Linked DNA regions of Mus musculus: all the other regions are linked to region 7. A link is a contact called in public Hi-C and HiChIP or PLAC-seq data. All regions are on one chromosome and are shown on one strand. The core of a region is the stretch at or near the end of the contact, and the rest is flanking DNA. Distances in the headings are between cores, read along the strand shown.

Evidence for each region. A called contact is a pair of places that touch in the nucleus more often than the background predicts. HiChIP or PLAC-seq counts read pairs in DNA pulled down with a chosen protein or histone mark.
Region 1: a contact with region 7 is called in a Hi-C map of embryonic stem cells, with 4 times the contacts expected there. The contact joins the enhancer-like site here to the promoter of Etv1 in region 7. A contact is called at or near these places in 1 of 39 promoter capture datasets (pre-B cells), 2 of 484 Hi-C or Micro-C datasets (both in embryonic stem cells), 1 of 115 datasets of contacts at active chromatin or transcription factors (bone marrow-derived macrophages) and 3 of 9 other capture datasets (adipose tissue, macrophages and pancreatic islet).
Region 2: a contact with region 7 is called in an H3K27ac HiChIP or PLAC-seq map of stem cell-derived neural progenitor cells, with 3 times the contacts expected there. The contact joins the enhancer-like site here to the promoter of Etv1 in region 7. A contact is called at or near these places in 1 of 484 Hi-C or Micro-C datasets (neural progenitor cells) and 4 of 115 datasets of contacts at active chromatin or transcription factors (astrocytes, bone marrow-derived macrophages, neural progenitor cells and 1 more).
Region 3: a Hi-C map of the N1E-115 cell line shows a contact between it and region 7, with 4 times the contacts expected there. The contact joins the enhancer-like site here to the promoter of Etv1 in region 7. A contact is called at or near these places in 2 of 39 promoter capture datasets (the 3T3-L1 cell line and pre-B cells), 1 of 484 Hi-C or Micro-C datasets (the N1E-115 cell line), 2 of 115 datasets of contacts at active chromatin or transcription factors (bone marrow-derived macrophages and embryonic limb bud) and 4 of 9 other capture datasets (adipose tissue, liver, macrophages and 1 more).
Region 4: a contact with region 7 is called in a Hi-C map of the N1E-115 cell line, with 4 times the contacts expected there. The contact joins the enhancer-like site here to the promoter of Etv1 in region 7. A contact is called at or near these places in 1 of 39 promoter capture datasets (hippocampal neurons), 2 of 484 Hi-C or Micro-C datasets (the N1E-115 cell line and cerebral cortex), 5 of 115 datasets of contacts at active chromatin or transcription factors (astrocytes, embryonic forebrain, embryonic hindbrain and 2 more) and 2 of 9 other capture datasets (adipose tissue and pancreatic islet).
Region 5: an H3K4me3 HiChIP or PLAC-seq map of neural progenitor cells shows a contact between it and region 7, with 20 read pairs. The contact joins the enhancer-like site here to the promoter of Etv1 in region 7. A contact is called at or near these places in 1 of 39 promoter capture datasets (neural stem cells), 4 of 115 datasets of contacts at active chromatin or transcription factors (astrocytes, embryonic basal ganglia, neural progenitor cells and 1 more) and 1 of 9 other capture datasets (pancreatic islet).
Region 6: a contact with region 7 is called in a Hi-C map of stem cell-derived neural stem cells, with 2.9 times the contacts expected there. The contact joins the enhancer-like site here to the promoter of Etv1 in region 7. A contact is called at or near these places in 10 of 39 promoter capture datasets (the 3T3-L1 cell line, 3T3-L1-derived adipocytes, cranial neural crest and 6 more), 8 of 484 Hi-C or Micro-C datasets (frontal cortex, gonadal supporting cells, neural progenitor cells and 3 more), 12 of 115 datasets of contacts at active chromatin or transcription factors (a beta-TC-6 cell line, bone marrow-derived macrophages, embryonic basal ganglia and 8 more) and 2 of 9 other capture datasets (adipose tissue and pancreatic islet).

The regions. Positions count from the first base shown.
Region 1 is chr12:39,093,003-39,096,454 of GRCm38.p6, reverse strand. All of the region lies in intron 2 of Gm34809 (a long non-coding RNA gene), which reads left to right. Among named protein-coding and RNA genes, the nearest start is that of Gm34809, 60 kb to the left of the region's middle. Within about 2 kb of position 1,439, at least 20 of the 459 cell types and tissues checked have an H3K27ac peak or open chromatin away from gene starts, as enhancers often do. A contact at or near this core is called in embryonic stem cells, where this site is marked.
Region 2 is chr12:38,448,314-38,452,008 of GRCm38.p6, reverse strand. All of the region lies in intron 23 of Dgkb (diacylglycerol kinase, beta), which reads right to left. Among named protein-coding and RNA genes, the nearest start is that of Gm52011, 82 kb to the right of the region's middle. Within about 2 kb of position 1,553, at least 11 of the 459 cell types and tissues checked have an H3K27ac peak or open chromatin away from gene starts, as enhancers often do. A contact at or near this core is called in neural progenitor cells and stem cell-derived neural progenitor cells, where this site is marked.
Region 3 is chr12:39,072,431-39,075,658 of GRCm38.p6, reverse strand. Gm34809 (a long non-coding RNA gene) reads left to right here. Exons shown (of 3, transcript XR_381459.1): 3 at 877-1,194. Among named protein-coding and RNA genes, the nearest start is that of Gm34809, 81 kb to the left of the region's middle. Within about 2 kb of position 1,333, at least 12 of the 459 cell types and tissues checked have an H3K27ac peak or open chromatin away from gene starts, as enhancers often do. A contact at or near this core is called in the N1E-115 cell line and embryonic limb bud, where this site is marked.
Region 4 is chr12:38,380,718-38,384,368 of GRCm38.p6, reverse strand. The region is part of intron 21 of Dgkb (diacylglycerol kinase, beta); the gene reads right to left. Among named protein-coding and RNA genes, the nearest start is that of Gm52011, 14 kb to the right of the region's middle. Within about 2 kb of position 1,953, at least 1 of the 459 cell types and tissues checked has an H3K27ac peak or open chromatin away from gene starts, as enhancers often do. A contact at or near this core is called in the N1E-115 cell line, where this site is marked.
Region 5 is chr12:38,302,716-38,306,191 of GRCm38.p6, reverse strand. All of the region lies in intron 20 of Dgkb (diacylglycerol kinase, beta), which reads right to left. Among named protein-coding and RNA genes, the nearest start is that of Gm52011, 64 kb to the left of the region's middle. Within about 2 kb of position 1,696, at least 17 of the 459 cell types and tissues checked have an H3K27ac peak or open chromatin away from gene starts, as enhancers often do. A contact at or near this core is called in embryonic basal ganglia, neural progenitor cells and neural stem cells, where this site is marked.
Region 6 is chr12:38,326,592-38,330,154 of GRCm38.p6, reverse strand. Dgkb (diacylglycerol kinase, beta) reads right to left here. Exons shown (of 26, transcript NM_001361686.1): 21 at 98-162. Among named protein-coding and RNA genes, the nearest start is that of Gm52011, 40 kb to the left of the region's middle. Within about 2 kb of position 2,169, at least 6 of the 459 cell types and tissues checked have an H3K27ac peak or open chromatin away from gene starts, as enhancers often do. A contact at or near this core is called in neural progenitor cells, neural stem cells, oligodendrocyte precursor cells and 2 more, where this site is marked.
Region 7 is chr12:38,778,142-38,781,488 of GRCm38.p6, reverse strand. It overlaps Etv1 (ets variant 1), which reads right to left and starts at 1,407. Exons shown (of 13, transcript NM_007960.5): 1 at 1,068-1,407; 2 at 510-641. The coding sequence starts at 554.

The DNA.
Region 1 (3,452 bases), core at 190-2,689, 310 kb before region 7:
ATTTCTGTTTTTTTATCAAAGAGTAACATATAGAATGCATATGAGTATTTACAGGTAGAGTGTTGATGGTACTATAGCACAGATTATTTACAAAATTAGATTATATCTATCTATCTAGCTAGCTAGCTATATGTCTATATGTCTTTATATCTCTATATCTCTATATCTCTATATCTAGCTCTATATCTATATATCTTGTATAGGGTTATTCTTCATGGATAAGTTAATTTCCAAACATCACAGGCCTTTAAAATCTATAGTCATCAAACCATCATTCTATAATTTTGTCTGCTACATGCCACCAATCTTTTAGAATAATTTTCAACCAAGAGTTCATACTGTAGAATGTGTACTTTAAAGTGTTTTAATATATTTTTTCATTATTGCTATGTATGTTTTTAACTCTTAAATAATTATGTTTTTGTTCTTAAATAAATTTAAATGAATTTAACAACATTCTAAACAATAAATTGCAAACAAAAATATAAATTAAAATTATAAGTATGTGGATCTCTGTAAAACAATTTAATATATAATATAAATTTATGTCATTTAAACCATGGATCAACAAACTGTCTATGAAGGGCCAAATATCAAATAAACTAGTGTGGGGTACACACATTTTATATAAGAATTGTTTTTGCTGTTTTAGGAGGGAAAGAGATACTACAAAAAATAAATGTTACATGCCAATAAAACTTTATTTACAAAACAAACAGCAAGCTAAATGTGGTTTATAGATTATTGATTTTAGAGCTCCAATGTATGTTAGCTATACTGTTCTTTGTGAATCCGTGCTTTCCTGGAATTCTGGTAATGTATGTTAATGTTTAGCTAGCCCTTATATTGAAGGTAGTATCTTTTGCAGACTCATACATATGGTGAATTTCTGCTAAAAGGTTTAGAACAACAAAGAGAAATAAAGAAATCATGCAGTTGAGAAAATGACACAGTGTAGTTTGTTGCTTAATTGCCATTTCAATTTTTCCACCAAGTGTTTTCACAAATAGATTAGTAAAAGTTGGTGTAGATGGATGATGAAGGCTTAGAAAATCTTAAACTATGACCATTTTAATACTAATGACATTGTTATATTTATTAAAATGTATTTGTGGGTGAGAGGGTATTTATTTCTAGGTGGGCAGATGTAACAATGGATAGTAGCATTTATTTTGTCAGCATGAGGACCCCAATTTGAATCCTCAGTGAGGAGGTAAAATTAAGACCCGCGTTCATGCTGGTAATCTTGAGGAAGTCAGTCCAGCACAGTTGGAAAATTCTACCAGACCCCTTCCCTCCTGGAAGAGAAAAGTCTTGGGGCACTTAAGCACTTAGGTGCCCCTCCTCTCCGGAAGGGAAGGGAGAGGCTTAATTACATTCCTCAGACCACAACAAGGGGGAGGTGGGGTGGGGAGGGGACTGACCATTTGCCACCTGGGGTGGGGGAGGCCCAGAACATGTAAACACATTCCTTAGGGTCGAAGGAATGAGCTTTGGCCACCTACAGACAAGGGAAGTCCTTGCCATTCCCTAAAGAGCAATCAGTTTAAAAGTCACCCTATTCTGCCAATCTCATTGTGCCTAATGGCTGCTGCTCTGAAAACTGTATAAAACCCCCTGAATGGATTGTGTGTGGCCGTTCTCTCTCCTTTGTGTGCCTGGAGACCCCAGTATGCTAGAACAATAAAATTTTTCTTGCTTTTGCTCCTTCCCCAATTCTGTGTTGTTCACTCAGGGGTCTCCAGTAAGTTAAGCTCACCAGAGTCTTAGAGTCTCAACAGTGAGCTGAGACAGGCAAATCTTGAGATCTCAGTGGCCAGCCAACCCTCGCTCAAATGAAGAGGTTTTCAGAAATGCCACTTTTATTCCCTCAGGTGAAGTGATGAGGTGAGAACCTTACCCAAGCTGTACAACTATGTAGCTTGGGCTGAGCCAGAGCATTTCTGTCTTTCTTGTAACTATTCCTAGGCCTAGGATGGAAATGTCTAACCTCCTTACAATCGAAAATTCCAAGCTGACTGATTAAATCCAGTTTCTCTCAGCTTCTGACTGAATTACCTGGCCTTATACTAACATTGGTAATATGTTCTACTCTTCCTCTCATTCTCTGGCTCATTCAGGTTCTGTCTTCACATGTGTCTAGATCGTTCCCTCTATAGCCTGTCTCTGTAAAACTGTCCCAGGAAAACTATCAAATACACAAAGCACACCCAATCTCTCTCTTGCTGCTCTTAAGTAGCTTCTCTTTCTTGTGCTGTTCTGTGTGTGCAGGGGATAGCCTATCTCTGGCTTATTCTACCAAAACTTTCTCTGATTTATCCCTATGTATTTCAGTTACATATCAATATCAAACGTGGCTGCTGCTTCTACAAACTTAACATTACCTTCATTGTTAGAGATCAAAGATGTGTACTAAGGGTGTGTTTATAGTTTAGCCAAATCATACTGTAATCGTGGGCATCTCTGCATTCCAGCCGGATCATATAGACCTAGAAGGTCTTTGTAGATGATTGCCAGAGCAGCCAAATCGCTGGATTATAATTTCTCTACAGAAATTATCAATGGAAAATAGACTACCAACTTTACAGGGAACAGACATGTGAGGGGTTTAGAAAAGGTAGTTAGAATGGACTGAAGGGAGAAAAAGGAAAAAGTGATAAAACTCTATTTCAATTAAAAACATATTATTTTCTATGAAAAATATAGTATAACACAAAAATAATAAACTATTGAATCTGAAATTTGAAAGTAGAAATGCTTTTCATTATACTTAGAAAAACTAGAGTTTTTAAGACAACATTAGAGGTAAAAAGAGATGCTTTCTACATGAAGACTATATAACTATTATTAGCTAAATGGGTATTACAATTTGACTACCACTTAAAGGCATATATATAAATACATTTACATATATGCGTATATATATATAACATGTAACATTTTAAGATTATTAAAGAGGTGAGTTTTTAAGGGAACTACATATATTAATTTAATGAGGAATAGAGTTACAATGAATTTTTCTTGCTTTTCCATCTATCTAGCTTTTCCAAAGTCCACACACAAGTATATTGCTTTATTATACATTTTATGCACACACACACACACACACACACACACACACACACACACACACATTAGATATTTTCATATAATGTGTTCTGATTATGGTTTCCCCTACCTCTATACCTCCCTGCTTTTCCCTACATCGTTTCTCATCCACATCCAACTTCTTTCTGTTTATTGGAAAACAAGCAGGCTTCTAAGGGATGATATAGAATAAAACAATATTCAATATAATAAGATAAAATAATTTAACATAAAACAAAAACGAAGACATTGTAATAGGACAAAACAAACAGAAGAGAAAGAACTCAATAAAAGACACAAAAAACATGAACAGATGTAGAGAACCACTAGATTAGACCTTCAAGAATCCTCCCTGCCCCACCCTC
Region 2 (3,695 bases), core at 304-2,803, 330 kb after region 7:
TTTTTCTTCCTTCTGCCTATAATCCTAGAGCCCTAGTATGTTTTTGGGAAGATAGTGTTTTGTGTGTTATTTCCCATGTCACTCAGTGTGGTATACTGAATAATACATTGCTGTCTGGTTCATTCTCACTCATGACTGATTGAACATTTCATGTGGGATGTAACAAATCCTGGTCTGCCGAGGCCTTGCAGAGATGGGCTTGCCGCTTAGCGTTCCAGACACATGCTGAAAGCATCACAGATTGACATTTTAAATTTTTTTCTTAATGACTTAAAGGATATTAAAAGCTATACTTGGATCTGACCATGGCTAACTCATTTCATAATACCAACATTTTCTGATATAAAATGATGCTTCCTAGGGCTCTTTCTAATTGGCCATATTTTATGTCCATGTGTTTTTAAAGTATGAAAGACTTCTAACCACAGTTCTGTAATCTTTTTCTAAATGAAAATCTAAAAATTAAATTGACTGGTATTGGAAGGGTTTTCTCTTACTCATATTCTAACTAGATATTCTGAAAATATAAACACTACAGATTTAGTGAGAAAATGTTTTTTATGTAGATTTTTTACTTAAAAAAATTAGGGCAGAAACAAGTTGACATTCTACAAATCTGAAGATAAGTACCATTAATTTAAATCATTTTGCAAATGAAGATTCTAGTGATTTTGTCGTTAATATGGTTTTGTAAAAATATGGTCACAATTGTGTTTCATTCACAAAAATACATTTTACAAATAGCAGCTAATTCCTTCATTAAATCAGAATAATATTACTACTTTCAGTATTAATGGTTAGCTTTGACATATTTAAAAAGGGTAGAAAATACTTAATAGACCTGTCTGCAATTCTGAAATGAACAACTCTTCGGGGAAATGGAATTGTTCAAAGATACATTTTCTCTCTGCCAATCTGTGAAATATAATATAATTATTCTCTTTTAATGAATCTCTCAATGAGGAGCAATTCTTCAGTGCCTGAACAGGTGAAATATAAGGATAATGGGAACAGCTTTGTAAATATAAGGATGAAATGAGATTGTTATTTTGTGCCTTGTTATGGAATAATTAGAGTAACAGTGTGGAATTCATCGGGAGGCATTTGAACCTTCTCAAAAAAGCTCCCTTGGGCCCGTTTAAATTAGTCATGTTTATCCATGGAGATTTTTAGCCTTATTTCAGATGTCTGCTACTTTATAACATTTGAGCCTCGATGCTTAGCTTAATCTGATTAATTGTTGATAATGGAAAGTCATCAAAAAGACTCTGTCTGAAACATCCATTTAAAAAGAAAACCTGATTTTATAAATGTATAGTGCTGGCTAAAGGGTGAACATTGAAACTGTTTTTATTAGTCAGCTTAGAGGAACTGTGAGCTTCATCTCTATCAATTTACACAAAAAAACGGAATGGGCTGGATACTGTCCAAGAAGCTACTATTCGTATGCTAATTAGATATTTAGAATAAAAGACTATATTCATGGAAACCAAATTCATGGCCATGGAACTCCAGTGGCAAGTTGCTTTGGTTAACCCGGGTTTGTTATTGAAAGATTAGTAGATGGTAGGATTTGACTCATGCAAGAAACAGGCTTCTTTGTTCTCTGGGAGACACTCCAGTGAGTTATGTAAGTGCACGGAAGGAGAACCAAGTGTTAGACAGTGTCCATTTAATCATAACAACAGAAATGATTGGAAACAAATCTATAATTAAGAGAAAAGTTCAAAATCCCTCCAGTATTGAAATCTTCAAGGGAGATAGATGCCCTTCCACAAGTAAATTGAAGTTTACTTCTGACTTGAGTTCCAGATGTCCCTCGGCAGTATTTTTTTTTTATCTTGATGGAAAGCAAAGTGAACTCCTTAAAATAGGAGGAAATCTTAATCTCAACCTAGGTCCACTCTTAATAAAGTCACCCCATGGCTTTGTGACCCCTTTCCATGTTTACAATGTTAAAAATGCCTTTCTAATTTGTTGTCATCAATCTCTCCCAGACCCTTGATAATAGGACAAGTCATTATAAGTAATCCAAAGGGCATTTATTACTGCAGCTGCAAATTATCTATCACTCTGAACGGATAAGGTTGCCCCAGCACTGTCGATGGAGGAAGCCCAAACGGTGGCTTCATATGTGGACTATGAAACTTCACAAGACTCCTATGTACACATAAACATTCTACATGCCCCCCTTTTTAAATTTGATATTTTCTTTATTTACATTTCAAATGTTATTGCCTTTCCTAGTTTTCCCTCCGAAAATCCCCTATTCCCTCCCCCCTCCTCCTGCTCTCCAACCCACCACTCTCATTCCCAGTCCTGCATTCCCCTATACTGGGGAATAGAACCTTCACAGAACCTAAGGCCTCTCCTCCCATTGATGACTGACTAGGCCATCTTCAGCTACATATACAGCTAGAGCTACATGTCCCAATATGTGTTTTCTTTGATTGGTGGTTTAGTTCCAAGGAGCTCTGGGGGTAATTGTTAGTTCATATTGATATTCCTACTATGGGGCTTCACATTTTAATGCACTCTCTACAGGTTGCTAATTAATCACTACTTATATACTTCTTGCTATTTTAACTTGATACATACACACATTGTGTGCCTGCACACACCCACATATCTATATATCTATATACATGATTTCAGTTACTGCAAAACTGAAGTTTAGTTACAATCACACACACTCATAATCTGGATAAAATCTTGACATTATTTTTAGCAGACTTAGGACTGTATAGATGTCACAGGGGAAAAGATACTAGTTTTGTTACTGGTACCATACACCATCATCATCTGTACAAGGTAGCATGTTAAAAACATTTATATTTTCCATCTTTTTTGAAGGTACAATTAAAATCAGTGGCCAGGAATAAAGAAGGGCTTTAGGCAGTGTTCAGTACTTTGCAATGTAAGTATTTTGCTGCAGGAATCAGGTGAGAGGTTTGCTATGAATCTCAAATAAGGGCCACAAAGAGAAAAATCTCTTTCAGTCTTCTCAGGATCCTGCTATATTGATTGCTAAGGTACAAATTTGTTTGTTTTTTCAAAACGAAATTGCTACCAAAATTTTATTTTGTTCAGTTTTCCTTGACTTATTTGTCCTACTATTGCTAACATTCACTTAAGACTGTTTTGAAGTTCTGTTCAGTCTTCCATATCTACATGAATATGTATACATACACAAACACACATGCATATATATGCATCATTGAAATATATCATAGTGTTATCACTTTAAGATGCCCAGATATGTTATAGAATCTTACATTTCAAATTTTGTATTTGGGTAGCTTTATTAAGTATGTGATATATATATATGTAAAATCAGTGATGTTCTCTGGGATGGCTCTTCTCAGAATAAAAACACTTGAGTTGATTTCCAGAATCCACACAGAACAAAATAAAGCCAGGAGTGGTGTTGCCCGTTTGAAATCCTACTGTCACAAAGACAAATGTAAAAGAATTCCTAGCTCTTGGTAGCCAATCAGACTATCATAAATAGTTTCCATAGCATACTGGCCAATGGATGATCTTGTTTCAAAAGGGTTATGAACATTTCTGAGGATGACAATTGAAATTCTGTTCAGTCTTCCATATCTACATGCATATGTACACACACACACACACACACACACATACACACACACACACACACACATGCACCTATATATATCATAAAAATATAT
Region 3 (3,228 bases), core at 84-2,583, 290 kb before region 7:
TTAAATGTCATTAATAAATGCACACTTGTACTTTCCTATGTTACAACCATTTATACTCATCTGTTAATTCTCACAGCCAACAGAAAGTGAGAAAGAGTCATAGAAGTTCAGTAATTTCAAATGACCCTGAGGGAAACACGACTTTAAAATCCTATGAAAGAAACCAAGATGACTAGGAATTTTATCTGCTAAGAGGCAACAAGGCTTGGAAAATGGCCCAGTTGGTGAAACTCGTGTCCAATAGGATCTTCTACTTTCCAGTCTCTCACAGGAAACATTGTCTTGGGTCTTGAGAACTATAAGCACATATTGTAGTGTGTCAGTGCACACATGGAGTGCCTGTTTGCCTCATCAGGGCAACCAGAATTAGGGCAGCTGCTACTTCCGGTCTCTGATGTACAGATCCTATTTTAAAGGCCTGCCTGATTGAATCAAGTCTTGCAACAAATGACTTAGCACAAATCAACTGATTATGAAGCTTAACTGTAGATGATAAATATCTCTACTTCTGTCCTACACTCTAACCACTCAGGGGATATCTGTTATACTTACAGTCCCAAGGCATGAATGACCAATCACTGGGGACTCAACTGACTACATGGAGGAACTTTCAAGGAAGAATATATCTATTGAAGACCCAAAAGGAGGATAAAACATAATCAAGTAACTTAGGCTGCAACTTAGTAACTTAATTACTATTTAATTATAACGAATTTCCTTAATTAAGAAACAGCACAAAGACATAAAGATCTCAAAGCCAGCAGTCTCTTGTGTCCCTTGTGTTACATGGTGCATTTGGAAAGGAAGGCAGAGCTGTGTCATTTACAATGATGGTTTTAGCCTATTGATTTAAAAATATCGTGCTTCTCTTTACAGCAGGAAGTATGAGATCATTGCTGCAGCTCAGGTTCGCATGCCTTGATAGAGGACTGGCCTCCACACCAGGTACGGAGTGCATGCTGCATCTTTAAATTATTTATATTTCAGAGGAAAGAGTATGTTGCGTGATTTATGGACTCGTGGTTAAATCCCACTCTGCCACACTAGCTGCTAGAAGACAACTGGAGCTTCCTTCTGTACCCTGATGCATCTTTTCAACCGTAAGATCCTGATGTAGCCTTCAAAGTGACCACGCAAAGCAGAAGGTCCTCGGGAGAACTAGACTAACAGATCCAAGATTCAAATCTCTGTGGACAAGGATGTACATTGGGAAACAAGAAATCATTTTATACCGAGGAACTTTCTATTACAAAGGGCCGTGGGCTGTGGGAGGCATACAAGGTTGACGTTTCTGGCTATCTTATCCATAGATTGAACAAAAAGGCCAGAAGATAAGGTCAATCGGATGTGTGGTTGTGCAGAGTGACTTAGAAGGCAATGCCTGGGACAGCAGACCAATTCAATTCATTTCCCCTTGTGGAGATCCATGAAGTCCCAATTCTTAATTATCTAGTCTTTTGTGCATTTAAAAAAAAATGGCCAATAAAATGTCAGCCAAGAAACACACCGTTCATTCCTTTCAGGTTTATTTTAAACCTATTGCACTTGGGCTACAGCTAAATCAATTTTTCATGAATATCTACCCTGGTAGATTGCACCTCAAGCCAGTTCAGATCCCCAGAGAATTTTAAAGAAGAGATTTATCAACTAACAAGTAACACCTCGGGAGAAAGAAACAGGGTTTTAATTGCGTCGTGCGCTTGGTAATTGCAGGCAGGCACCTTCTTGAGGCGCTCACTGCCAGGCGGAGTGCGACTCCACTTGGCCCTGCCTAATTAATCCTGTGATACAAACCTTCTGGCTTCAATTTTCACATTTCTGTCTCTTTTTAGAGGTGATAATAAAACTAAAAATTTATGTTGGTTACTGTATGAGTATAACTGTGCCAGCGGAACACAAATAAAACCATATGGGCTAAGGAGCCCTGGCCTGCCCAGGACTGCCTTCCCAGTGGCAGGAGGCCCAGGGGCAAGCTTTGTGCTAACAAGGAAAGGTAAGGAAATTCATGGGCAGGGTGGAAGAGCAGCTCACCCCTCCTTGTGAGTTTGCTCTATTAAGATGACTCATTGAAACATATGCCTGTTTTATTGACAAAAAAAAAAATTCTCAAAATAGATGCGCACGCTCTGAAATCGCAATGGCTCAGTGACTATGGATCACTACGCTGTACTAAAGCGTTTAATGAGAGACAAATTGGGCAGCTTAGCCTTTAAAGAAGCTGTCAAAGTGACAAGTGTGGGGTCTATTATCTTAATAGCTTACATATTAAGCCTCGAATAACACATCAGTTAAAACATCATCTAGGGTACCACCAGTGTCCCTCCAGGAGCTGTGACCCGCATCTTGGGCTGGCTCTGCTATTAACACAGTTCAAACTTTTGTTGTTGCAGGGACTTTGATTTGTATCACTAAATGGCATATAAAAATGATACATAGATGAGATGACAGTAAATGTAGTCTGTCACTAAAATATACATTGTCCCAGGGAATATTAGTCCTGATTGAGATAGGACATTTATATTGTTCAAAACAATATATGAAACAAGCATGCTGTCGAACTTACAGTCGAGAGCAGGGATTTTTCTGCATAATTTTTGTTTTTCTAACTGCCAGCTACACACACTCACACACACACACACACACACACACACACACACACACACACACACATGCATGCACACACACGCACACACTCACACACAATTACTACATGAGTAAACTACTGAAAGGACCCCTGTTCCGTGCTTCACATACAGAGCTCACACGCTGTCAATAAAAAAGAAATTCCTTTTTTTCTACATGTACTTCACATTCCCATGGGCTGCATTATTTTCCCCTTTCAGTTTTACTTCCATTTAATCTGTGGTTATTTGTGTAGTTTCTACTATTTCTGACAATTTTTTAAAAATATGGGAGCCATCTGGTGGTCAACAATTATATTTGTTTCTTAGAAATAAAGAGTTTAGAGTTTATTGAATTGCCACAATGTTTTATGTGATAAATTCTTTTAGAAGAATTTTAACAATGATATTAACCCTCTTTCCAAAAGGCTTAGGGAAGTAGATCCTGTATATGGAAGCATCCTTTCAAATGTTTAGTTTTCACTGGACATGCTACACATTTTGCATAAATATCAAATAGATTTTATTATAGGTATTATGAATGCTCCAGGATGTACTTTGAATCATAGGAAGTTGAGAAAAATACAAGTATCTCACATGCATTATA
Region 4 (3,651 bases), core at 704-3,203, 400 kb after region 7:
CTCTGACTATACAGCACTGAGATTACAAACACGTGTCATCATATGTGGCTTTTTAAAATGTATGTTCTGGGGAGAGAACTCGGGGTTTCCTGGTAGCCTGGAAAGCATTTTACCAACTGAAGTATCTCTCAAGATTCCAGACACTTATTTTTTTCTAAGTAGTTTTGTGATCAAGTCTACTAGATACAAAAGCATACAGATGAGGATACCATTGCATGCATTGATTTTTGCTTCTCTTGAGAACTCTAATGCAGATAGCATTTGTTGGAAGAAATTATATACCCTGATATCTTTCTCTTAAAAGCTAAATTCAGATCCTCTTCTTTGCTAACAAAGGCCTGGCAGAAGGGACTTCTTCTCTCTCCTTGTTTCATAATTACGTCCTGCTCCTAGAGAGCAATAACATTTTACTGGCAGATCCTATCTCTTCCCTCTAGTCCTGTGCAAGGAGGGGAGTAATTAATCCTCGTGCTTACTTGAGTTTGGTTTGGCTTTGGCACAGCTCGCTTTCCCTAGCAAACCATAATTGATTCTGAATAATTGATCAGTGACGGACATTCAATTTTCTTTATCTTCTCTTCCTCTCATTCTCCTGTGATATATATTTTCTTTGGGGAAACATTTTCCACTTTAAAATCAGCCCCAAATGCAAGCCCTTTTAGTGATCAAATCAATTTATGCTCCTTTCTGCCAATCTCGATCAACTCCCTGTGACTCCTATTGGAGAACTCTTAGGGAACCCTAATTAGGGTCCCACTCTATCCATTAGTTTTCAAAAAGGAAGTAAACTTCTCAAGTCAAGATGTCGGAAACTATTTACATGTAACTCCTCTGATATTTATCTTGCCCCTTCACTAGCATGTTCTCTTTCCCCTTTGACAAGGTCTGTTCTTGAAACAAGGAACCTTTCTGAGCTATAGAATCAAACTGACAGCCCTCTGAACTCATTGTCTGTGAATCTCATCTCAGCTGTGTTAACTCCCTCAAGATAGTTTTTTACTTTCCCTTTATATAAAGGCAAGCTCACTATAAGCCAGTGTCCCACCAACCACACTTTATTTCAGTCAATGAGCCAATAGATAAACCCTCCTACTAAAACACAGCTGAAAGTACCTACCTTTGAGGAAACTAGTTTTAGAAATTCAATAGACTTAGGTCACAGAGAAGTGGGAATGCTTAGAGAGATAGCTATTGACTAAGGGAGTGTGAAGAGATCCTTTCTACTTAAAATCACAGACAACTGAAGAGTCACTGAACAGAGTGAGTTAAGAACAGTTAGATATCTATATTCTCAGATACATCACACAAACATCTCAGCTGCCCCAGCTGGAAGTGTGTCTTGATGAAGCAATGTCAATCTTTCTCTTCTAACAGGAAACAGGGAATGCTACAATGACTTTCTCTTTACCAACTGCCATGCCATTTTCACCACAACCTTTTCATTCTGCTGGGAACAAAATACTCAGGCAGCAGCATATCTACAGGGGGACTTGTCCATGCTGCCAAAAGAAAAGTAGCATACACCAGTAAAAATGTTAAAAAAAAAAAAAAACAAAAACCCTTTTTACTCAATATTCAGCTTCATGCAGATGCATAAAATTAACATTTGTCAAATACTCTTCTGTGTCCTAGAAGGTAAGCCTTTGAAGAAAACAGAACTACAGCCCTATAAACATCCCAGCCCTTTATCCATTACTTCACCACAATTAGTAATATTTTCTCTTCTCAAGATCCTCACTATACCAAAGCTGCCATCTTCTGCTCTGATCTTATCTTAAAGTGCCTCATCATTCTGCATTCTGCAGAATTGCTCCTTCCTGCTCCCTTGCACATTCGGCTTTCCAGTAGCTGGTCCTTTTCAGTCTCTGTCATTCACTCTGTCTTTTCTTGTGACCACCGAACACCAGAGAGACCAAAGCTTCACTCTATAATCTTTCCTGGAATCATCTCACACATCTCTGAGACCAGAAGAACCACCAGAATCTGGTCCCTCCTCAGTTCATATCTAACATCTTAAATGTTGACAAGAGAACAGATTTAGACTTCACATACAATATAGAGTTAAAACCCAATTCTTGATTTCAAATTCACTTCATCCAGCTTTCAAAAACGAGTAATCCTAGTCATAATTGCAGACCTGGATAGCTAAGATAATACATATGCAAACAAATGTGGGAAATGCTTGCTATATGACCTTGTAAATATCATTAGGAATAACAAAATGATACTTTTGAAATACATTATCTTCAATTTATTAATTTTTAATAAGTTATGCTATTATGATTTCTGAAATAATTTACATTTTACAAGCTAGTCAATCTTTCTAAAATTATATTTCTAAATTATTAAGTTTGGATCATCATAGTAGTTTTGATAAGCTTATAGTAAGAAATATGAGGTTGTTTTTATGAAGGCTATTACCGGATTGTCTTTAGTAATTTTTTTCACTTACAAAGGAAAGATGCATCATAGGTTTAATATGTGTCTTTCCAGAGGCCAAGGATAACAGCAATAATCAAGGTAAATAAGGTTTCAGTCATCAAGGAGCTACAATCAAATTGGAGAACACAACATTCAGGGAATCAAGGGCTTCCGTGTATGGTAAGGTGTGGACAGGAGGGACCATTTGTAGGAGATAATCATTGGGATAAGATGTGAAAGGGAAGGAGTCTCTCTTGCCAAAATATAAATAAACAAAGATCACTGTAATCCAGAAGCACTTGGAAAGAGAAATTAAAGCAACAAACATTATACTGTCATTCAGGACTGGAGACAAACCCAAACTAGGACAGATGAAGCCTAATACAATTAGTCATCTCAGGAAGTCACCACTCTGTATTGCAGGCAGGAGCACCATTAGGGGAGATGTTGTTCTATACTGCTGTGTTCTAGAGGCAGAGTCACCCACCAGAAGATAGATTTTTTTTTGTTGGTGCCTTTAAGAGAAGTCAGATTATCCGAAGAGGTACAGTTTCTATTAGAGAAACTGTTGAAGAGAGAAAGAGGGGAAGGCACCTTCTTTCATGAGTATTGGTGAAAGAGTAACTACAAAGGCCACTGAAAACACTCCCCATACCTCAGCTAACTCTTTAGGAAAAGCAAAGAACAAATTTTTTTATCAGAGTCTGGTTGGCTCAAAATAATAGCTGAGGTTATTAACAGCTAACGTCTTAATACTTAGGTTAAATAATCTCAGTGTAAAATAAATTCAAATAAATTTAGAAATACATTTTTGGTCAACTATAGAAAAATACTATCTGGCCCTAGTACAAAGCATAGGGAAATCTGATGAAAACTGTAGATCTGTGTGCTGTCCTTGTCAAAATCACACTTCAAAACTATTTCCTCAAGCCTTACCTAGACTTTTTCAATGTTGGTTGCATGTGCAAAACCGGAAAGAAATGTCCACACTGTCCCTTCCTTGCAGCCCACCAAAGGTAAACCAACCTGCAAGTGTTTAGAATGAAGTAAACTGATTCTCTTTGAGACTATCTAATGCCAGGAGTACTGGGAGATTCACAAAGTGGGAGATGGGACAAAAAAAAAAAAATAAAGCTTTTACTTCCTGCTTTAAGCTAATTGACCTCTTGAACAATTGATTTAAGTGATGTGAGATATTGCCCATGGGGTCTGATCTGGACATATTCACTG
Region 5 (3,476 bases), core at 447-2,946, 480 kb after region 7:
GGAGGGCAAGAGTGAGGTATTGCAAATTTATTGAATAGCATTTGTTACTCATTCTTTCTCTATTTAATCACATTGTCACACCAAACGAAGCAGAGTATATTATTCCTTTAAGTCTAGGCTTTACTAAAATAATTCATTAAAGTAACCTTTTGGGCCTTGCAGCTTTTATGTGTATCAATTAGATGCTAAATTTCACTTAAAAATTGCCCTCCAACTTATACCTCTCTCTCTCTCTGTCTCTCTCTCTCTCTCACACACACACACACACACAGAGAGAGAGAGAGACAGAGACAGAGACAGAGACAGAGACACAGAGAGAGAGAGAGAGAGAGACAGAGAAACACACAGAGAGAAACAGAGAAACAGAGAACACACTAGAGAGAGAATAGCCAAGGATACAGGTGCCAGACATGCTGGTGAAGAAACTATTTTGAGAATGAATTATCTAAATTTTAACTATTGGAAATTGTGTCCCTGATTCAAACAAATCAGAAACAAAATGAAAGCACTCAGAACATCAAGCTGAGTACTTTCCAATTCTTACCTTCTAAACTTTACAGAATAACATGGTCCCTTTAAATCATTACACAGCAGGTGATATGACTAAACAAGAAAACCCCAACTTTATTGCCATTTGGTATTCATCCAGGAATTTGAAATATTGTTGGAAATAGTATTTTTCTAGTCTTAAAATGTTATGTACAGATAACGAAAATTTGAATATACTTTACATAAATATAACAAGTGGTAATTTTAACCAGGTTGAAAATATGGTAAGATGATGAATTTCTCTTGTCTCGAGTTTTATAATTCCAGCTATAATTTCAAATAACCACAAACTTTGCTTGCTATTTATTTCATTTATTGAAACCCCAGGATATTTTCTTCCTTTGTATAAAATGAACAAAAATCACAGAGTACTGTTTCTTTGTCTCTCCTGGGAGTTTCTTCCTACCTTAACTCGAATCCACCCCAGTCCTTCCATCAGAAAGAAGTTTACATGCAGAAAACTGAAATCAACAGGTGCACCTTCATATTTGAAAGGCTCCATCTCTTCCGTTTTTGGCTTTTAACATTGACCTCACTAATTTACCAACTCAGTTCTTCCCCTCTGTCTATTCCAGTGGTTAAGTAAGATGTGCTTGCTACTGAACCACTTTGATATTATTCCTCATAATAGGACACACTTCTTAAAAATCTTATAGTTAATACTGAATAGTTGTTCACTCATCCTCTCCAGGTAATGATCCACCTTACCTAGAGACTGCTGAGGAGACTCTGAATTACAGCTTTCGTTTGCTGTTATCATCACATGCATGACTTAGATGCCCTTGATATATATTGCCATACAAATAATGATGCATATTTTGACTCATTTTAATTTATCACAAAGGAGCAACTATTGTACTTGCTGTCCCTATTAGAAAAGTTGCTTGTCGTGGTTAATGTGGGTAACAGTAGCTCTTAGACCTATTTGAAGCCTCTGCAATGAGGTTTAGACTCCACCTTCCACCTGCTTCTGGGTTCCAGTTGTCTCTAGTAAAGGCAATGCAGCCAGATCGCACTAGGGAGCAATGCTGCAGAGAGCCGGAGTGTGATTCAAGATCCTTGTCACATAGAATCATATGGGAGGAAATTAGAGAGCCAAGTCCTGTTAGAAAATGTTTGTAGAAGTCCCAAACAATGCTAACAGAGGCCTGATCTAGGCAGTGAGTGCCATTAGGAGTACAGAGCAGGGGACAGATGTGAGCTAAACTAGCTATTAAGAAGTTTCCCAAACTGCTTTCTATTAAAGTTGCCTTGGAAAATGAAAATGCACTGTTGTAAGCACTAAAACAAACACAACCAAAAAGATGTTTTCTTAACTGGGAAATTATGATGTGCAGTTATGTTGGTATCTAAATGCAAATTTTGCATGTAGGCTGCATTTATGGAGGAAACCGAAAACAACCACAATATACTATATCATAGCAAAAACAAAACAAACTAGCTGCACTTGGCATAGTAATGATAAGCCCTTTAAATTAAATCTTTATGCAGATTCTATTTTATGCTCCAAACTTTTCATGGAGCCTGTGTAATTCTGATGTGTAAACCAACAAATAGATATGCTGCGTGCATGGAGTACTGGTTTGGATACCAGCTGGCTTGGCTGCACGCCTTTCTAATGGTAATGAAGTCACACAGCTGCTAGGACAATCAGCTGGGCTTCAGATTATCACTAGCTAAATGGATATCCATTGACTGGCTTCTTATCCGGGACTCATTAAAGTTCAGTATTGACAAATGAAAAGTGGCTCAAGGTTTACAGTGGAGAAATATTTTGAATTGAACTTGTATTTTCCCCCTGGAGCTTCTTTTGTCTTGGTATTCAAAGGATATCATTCATCAACTTGGACTATGCGATTGTTAATGCGATATAAAATTCTAACCACTTCCTTACATAGATTTTTCATGACAGTAGTGTGATTTTGGAAGCTATCACCTTCAGAAACGTTCAGATATTTCTGTAAGTCTTCCCCAAATTTTCAAGTGTAAATGTCTTATGGCACTTCTAACTGTGTAATTAATTTCTAATATGTCTAATTCACAATGTGGTCTGTAAAAGTACAGTATTCCAATGATTAACCCTTTTCTGGGATCTCAGGATATTTTGAACTCAGGAATTTTTGATTGGGGAATAAAATACCAGACTTTCCCCAAACCAATGGTGGTGCACTCATTGATGTTCTGCATGATGTTGTTTCATTTAAGAACGCACAGGCACGTCTTGGTCTTGATATATAGAAAACAATGGGGCAAGAGGTTTAGAAAATTCTCTTATTTGAAAATCATTTTGTAATTGCTGATTTCGGGCTTTTCTTTGGAATAACACCCCATCTAGCTTCAAAACATTGATACGAAAATGGTTCGCAAATAAACTTTTCTGGGATTCTCTCATAACTACAGAGAAAGTTAAAAGACCTAGTCAATTTGTGGACTTAGGTAGGCCTTAATCTCTTTATATCTAGTGAGTAAAATCAGAGTGTCACTTTTACACATTCGTTCATTCATTCATTCATTCATTCAACAAAGTGTGTCATCGACTCTTGGAGGCCATGAGAATGTAGAAGTGGAGAGAATTCCTGTTCTGGATGTGATAATAGAAGGAATTTGGGGGACCCCTTCTCATCCAAAATTCTTGAATAGCAGCACTAAACCTCCCTTGTACTTTTCTACAGTTAAAGGAGAATGTTAGTGAAGGCCATCTGCTTTGGTGAAAGATGCTAACACTAGGTCTCCTGTTCTATATGTATTTTAGATCAAATGACCACTGCCTACTGATAACCAGTAGTTCACAAGTGGGACTGTCATTACGTGTCTGAAGTAGTGACATATTCATTCCTTTTGCCTTCTTTCCCATTCCACTTGTAGGCTGGACGATGCCAAGGTGATCATATAACATAAATGCTCTGCTGGAATCTGATGTTTGGGTG
Region 6 (3,563 bases), core at 920-3,419, 450 kb after region 7:
ACTTACATAGGAAGGGTCAAATTTACATATTGATCTTCTGTAAGGACATAGTTATATATAACAATCTTAATTGCAAAGCTATCATTGGTTGACTTACCGGCTGTTGAATTTCTCTGGGTGCTTTTCTCTCATGATGTGGAATCTGTGTGCAATGGAGGCATCCTAAAAGAAGAAATGGGGGAGTGATAGTTGTGATTTTATATCTTATAGAAATATAAATTAACAAACAAGATTATATATCAATTCATTCTTTAAAATATTATTGACAGGATGTTCTAAAATTAGATGTAAAGTCTAGAAGAGTATGACTACATAATCATGCCAAAACCTTTCAGTTGTCACATTTATATAAGAAATTGATTTCTAAATAAATTAGATATATTTTAATTCCTAGTTTTGGTTCCATGCTTAGATTCTTCTTAAAGGATCATATTCTGTCATAATGTCAAAGAGCAGTTGACCATGTTCCTAAATAAGAGTAAAAAAGGATGGCTTAAGTTGAAAAATTATGACATCAAGATGTTCTTGCTCCTTTGAGATTGATTGTGGGTAAAAGTACAATGAGAACCTGGTGATCTAAGAAAGCAGTGCAATAATTTGTTTCAGACTTTGCTCAGTATGCCCTGATGTGTAATTAATAACTGGTCATAACACACACAGCTTTCTGACCCATCTCCTATAATGGAGAAAACCAACAGAGCGAGGTCACCAAGACTTGGTGACAAATATAACTCATCTCTCAGATGCTAAATACTATGGTTCTGAAGCCTAATGGGTGCCACTTTCTTTTTGTTAGTCCAATTTCTCTTTAATAGAAGAATCTAACGGAGTGTGTGATATTGGTGGAGGACTGTGACTCAAGCTTTGGAGCATAGACTATTAAATCCAATATTAAGCAGCCTTATTATTTCAACTGAGGAGATATTTTCCCATTTTCAGCTACATATAATTAATCACTCAAATGAGAGACTAATATATTTACCAATCATTAATAGAAAAGAGCTTTTGTGATTGAATGACAACTTTGCTTCACACTGAAGACAAAAGGAAAAATAAAACTAACTCAAAAGAAGTAAAGAACTTGTGAATTTGAAAGAATCTTGAAAACACTAATCAAGGATTAAGAGCCTAATGAATGAAATGAAAAAGCTAATGTGTTTGCTCATACATAACAAAGCACAAGGACTAACAAGAGGGACCAAGAGCTGCAGATGGCAGAGTCCCTCTCTGCAAGACAGAGCAAGCTGCAGCTATTTATATACATTTTACACACTATCAATTGTCAAGTAATTGAGTTATTTTGCAAGAAAAAGGACACAACTGTATAGATAGAATAACATAGAAACATCACTTATAATAAAATTTACTCATAACATTCTCCACGAATTGATGTTTCTAATAAGCAATTTTGAAACAAAAATAGAACATGGACAATATGGTTCACTTATTTTTGGTCTAATAGCCTGCATATTTTGTAACAAGTATTATAAATACTCACTAATAAGTCAATGTAACATTAAGATTATGTATTTTTCTTATAGTGCTATACAATTATGCAGAAACTTAAAGCAAGCTATTGGTAGTATACATGTTCCTTGATCTGTAATTGTTTTTTAAAAAAGCATCAGTCTTAACTTTATTTCTACTAATACAAAATGAACTTGGAGTACCAGCTAGCTGTGTAAACCCAGCAGTTACACAAAGGCAAAGGAAAGAGACTCAATGCCTAAGAGAATGAAGAGCCAATACTTCTTGACAATTTGGAGAATACCATTGAAATATTTTTATTTGAATTATTTGTTTCTTCCAGTTATAGTTCACTTAGGATGATTTTCTTTAAAGTATATACTTTTGCAATAAAAATCTTGTCCTGAAAATATAAGATAAGCTAGGTAGGGAAAGAGAAAGGAAAAGAAATGGAAACCAAAGAACATTTAAATAGACAGGAATACATTTGAGGAAACTCCTTATGTAGAGCATTACCATGCCCACTAGCCAGTGATAAACTTAGTATTATCTCTATATCCAGGACACTCAGAAAATTGAAAAGGAGAGGGAAATAAAGCCCTGGTGCAACCCAGGCAAGCTTTTGCCCTTTCAATAGATTCCACCGCAAAGAGAGCTGGCCTTCTGAGTGTGGCATTGATACTGGACAATGACAGCAGGTGTTCATTTGAAGGAGAATTCAGACCAACTTTGCTAAGGATCCTGTCCCTCTGGCACAATTCCAAGGGGACTGAAGAAATACTGCTAGCTGTTGCCAACTTGCTTAACAGCCATTGTTTTAGAGACACTTAGGATTCTCTAATGAGAGATCACTTAAGAAAATTCAAAGAGAGCATTTTAATTTGACCCTTTCTACCTCTATGTATTGTCATTCCTAGGGAACAAAAAACAAATCAGCTTAACTTTCTAGGATACATAAACTGAATCGAGATCAGTCTTTCAGTTCTAGGCCCCATGCCTGTCAACAGATTGGTTTTTCACCTAGAGTTAAAGCCTCCATATTTTTAAAGAAAATATATCCACTCTGTTGCAGTGATGATTAAACACAGTGATTCCATACAACATAATTTATTTACAAAGGATGCTCATGTGGTTCATGAACATGCTAGAAATGTCCCTAAAAGTAAATTGGATTCAAAGCATGCTTAGTGTTGCCTAATTTTAATATATATATATATTAAATATATATTGCCTAATAATATATATATATTATTCCTTTAAGTTGTTTTTATATCCTTAACATAAAAAGTTTTATTTTATATTAATATAATTTAAGAAGAAAAATGAAATATATCAACTCTATTAAAGGAAAATAATGTAAGTTTCACAGTTTTATTTAAACTGTAGTTTTTGTGTGATTTTGAATAGATATAGTTACACCTATATAAGTGTATATAAAGTGAAAGAATTGCTCGTTATGAAAGAATCAGCTTCTAGTCATATCCATCACAACTATTCTTTCCTTTATGTTCTTCTACAGTATTAATTCTGTTCTTTTTTTATTACATATTTTCCTTAATTACATTTCCAATGCTATCCCAAAAGTCCCCCATACCCTCCCCCCCACTTCCCTACACACCCATTCCCATTTTTTTGGCCCTGGTGTTCCCCTGTACTGGGGCAGATAAAGTTTGTGTGTCCAATGGGCCTCTCTTTCCAGTGATGGCTGACTAGGCCATCTTTTGATACATATGCAGCTAGAGTCAAGAGCTCCAGGGTACTGGTTAGTTCATAATGTTGTTCCATCTATAGGGTTGCAGGTCCCTTTAGCTCCTTGGGTACTTTCTCTAGCTCCTCCATTGGGAGCCCTGTGATCCATCCAATAGCTGACTGTGAGCATCCATTTCTGTGTTTGCTAGGCCCCAGCATAGTCTCTCAAGAGACAGCTTAATATTGTAATTTGCCATAATTTGGTCAGTTCAGTGAAGCTGGTCGCATCCATGTCATTCTCTGTTACCATGTTACAGAAAAAGGTGACACTTATATGTGAGATAAGAATTATATGTAACTTAAATCCTGACATTTCATCACCTCCTTAACTTAACTCTGTCTGTGAT
Region 7 (3,347 bases), core at 158-2,657:
TCTTTTTTTTTTTTTCTGAATCAACTCCAGATTAAAACAGCGAATTCCATTCTCTCAGACAGCACCCCCACCCGTAATAAGAGAAGCCAAAGGAAAACTGGGAAAAGTGAGAAAATGAGAGGGGAGGGGGAAGACCCCCCCCAAGACACCCCATGTAAACACAAAATTGTCAGCATTTGTCTCAACTTCGTTCTTTTCAATGTGGCAGATAAACCCAGCCACAAACTTTGAGTGCAGCTGTTGCTGCCCTCCGTCTCCTCTTGCACTCATCGTGGACATATTAACCAGAAGAAGAGGTCTTAAAACAAAACTATGCCTTATCCGAATCACTCAAAGGTAAGCTCATTTTGTAGATAGGGCTTCTAGAAGCAGAGTCGCCCTACAGTGGCAACAAAGCAGATAAAGTGTCTGCAGTCCCAACCCCCTGCCCCCTCCCTTCGCATCTCTCGCTCTCCCCACCCCCGTCCAAGTCAAGTTTATAAACAGCAACTTTCGAACTGATCACTCACGTTGGTGACCACGTAAGGCACTTGCTGGTCATAAAATCCATCCATTCTGCTCCTCTTCGCAAATATTAGCTCAGTGTTTTATATTTTGAGCATTTAGCTGGAGATTTCCTCGGGATCTGGACTTCTATCAACCTAGAGGGGAACAAGATGGCTTTTAGGCTTAAAAAAAAAAAAATCATGAATGAAGCTCTTGCATTTGCATAGCTAATTACCCTCGACAGCCCCATTCACAAAAATAACCCTCCCCTACGCCGCCTTCTTCACCTGGATCCAAAGAGAGCCAAGAGAGTTCACAATTTACATACTTTCGGTCGTATCAAAAATCCTAACAAGAGGCAATGTATTTATTTACACTCTGGATGCTCCCTGCTCGGTCAGTGTACCCCAGGCGGCTCTGATTCGCAAACGTGGGCAAAACTAGCAATGGCGATCAACGAGACTTGCTTTTCACCTAACGGGACTAAAGAGACGGAGCTACCTCTTTCATAAGAATAGTTTTTGCAACCCACAACCATGCAATTATCTGGAGAGACATAAAAAGTTGTTGGAAATACCCACCTGAAGGCCACGCTAGGCGAACGGCTGCAAAAAATTCCCTCCAAATTTAATAAAAACATTAATTATTGCCCAGCACTTCCCCTTGGAAGCCGAAAGCGCCTCTGACAGAGCTGAATTCGGTGGTTTTTCCTCTACTTCTCCTCCAGGGGCCTCCAATCCAAACTGATGGATCGCTGCCTCCCATTGGCTCCACGTCTCTTTCACAAGATCAGATTTCGGGCTGTCAATCAGGCAGCTTTCGGCCCCTTCCCTTGGGTCTCCTGCGCCCCTATGCCTTTGCGACCACTCTGGGAGAAGTCGCAGGGTCCGCACCCAGGAAAAGCCACCGAGGGAAACTACTTCCTTCCTAACTCGCTGTTTTTGTTAAAACCGGAGGGATACTGAAACCTAGTGTATCGAGTCAACCAGTTCTCATTCCTAGCGTTGTTTGGTCCATTATTATGTCCTTAAAGCACTGTCGTAGAGGTTGGGGTACAGATCGAGTGTCCACAATCCCTTTTCTCTACCTTTGACCCGGAGTCCACCCACCACACGCTCCAGCCTTGCTCCTCAGAAGCTTTCGGTCCAAGCTATTTTTTTTCTCCATTTTCAACACTGTAATAGGGCTTATAAGATTTTTTTTAATACATCTTCAACAAAAATGATCTCCTTTCGTCCGTTGGACATGAAAATATTGTAAGGAAAGCAAGCGGGAGAAGCTGCTTCTAAGGAGAGGTGGCGCTGGAAGAGAGGATCCGGAGGAGTACGTAGCAGAGTGGGCGAGGAAAGTATAAAAATCAGATTCATCCTGGAGAGTGCTGAGAGGGAAAAAAACCTCCAGTGGCCACAGAGGGGTGGGGGAGGACTTGGTAGTTCAGATGCCCCCCTCCCGCACCCCTCCCCCGTCCCCGCCGTTTCCGGAGCTTTTGTTATGTATACAGAGAGGCGGAGGGTGTCACTTACTGTACTTGAAGATTTCACTTCCTCCACCAAGAAGTGGGGGAAGAGCAGGGAGGGCTCGGGTTACAAGGACAATGATGGGACCTTTGGAAGCGAGAATCTCTCTGAAGCTGCCTGCCCACAGAGCTTAGTTCTGATGTGTCCCCTTTGCAGCCGCTGCCCTACCAAGAATTGGAAGCCAGGGAGGAGTGGGGCCGGGGCTTTACGGTGCTAAAAGTCACTTGAGACCCTGGCGGGGACCAGAGCTGGGGACTAAAGGACTTTTCCAGCAGCTGTTTAGCCCCGTTGAGCAATGTGCTGCAGTTCTCAATTTCTATTTGAAAGTTTCTTCCCTTAAATGGAACATGGTGGAAACATCAAAATGGGAGCGTGCGCGCCTGGTACTCCGGACCCGCCGAGAAAGAGCGTAGTTTATGACAAAACCACTCTGCGCTTCACCAAGGGAAAAGTGTAGTCTTCCAGGGCACACACAATGCTTGCCCCAAGCCTAGTCAGGGCGCCGCGCGCGTCCTCTTTGAGAGAGGACAGTATCAGAGCCCGGGCGAGGGGTGCGTTCGAACGCTACTAGACTTTGTGAGGGTGCAACCCGAAGAGGGGAGCACAGCGTGGGTAACCCGCCAGTCTGCAAACCCCAGACAAGGCGGTAACAGTTTCCAAAGCCTTTCTGTGAGGCCAGAGCGGGACAGGTATCCAGAGCAACCGGGAGAGGGCGGAGCTTCTCGAAAGGCCCCGGGAGCTTGTCCCTGAAGCCAATGAGGAACCGTGGATTTCCAGTCCATTGTTGTTTATTGCTGACCCCGCAGCGCTCCGCCAGCGGATTGGATGCTTTCGAGCAGGGGGCGTTGCCCATTCCCCCCCCCCCCCACTCCACCTTTCGGCTCCATTCACAAAATCCCAATCTCTCTGGGTCACGTGGTTGGGGGCGTGGCGGATCAAGGAGAAAAAAAATACATAACAAAGGCCCAAGTTCCTCAAACCACAAAAGTTTTTGTTGTTGTTGTTGTTGTTGTTGTTTTGCAGGTGCGCGCAGGTGTCTGTGTGTTTCTGTTTTGGCTTTCCGCCTCTGCACACTTGGTACCAATGACCGTAGAGGAGGGGAAGTACCTTTCTATCGAAGAGCAATAGAGAGAGAGGAAGTAAGTCTAGGCTAATGGAACTCTCACATTGTATAATCCCGGGGTGCCCTGACTAAGAAAAAATCCTGAAAAGGAGGGAATTGAGAGTGGAAAGAAAGCTGAGAAAGGACTAGTAACTTTTCCTTGCTCTTCAGCACGTGGTTGTGTAAATGTGTAAGCTGTCTCACTGTGTAGAAACTATTCAGCGGTCTCCTCTCAGCAGCTG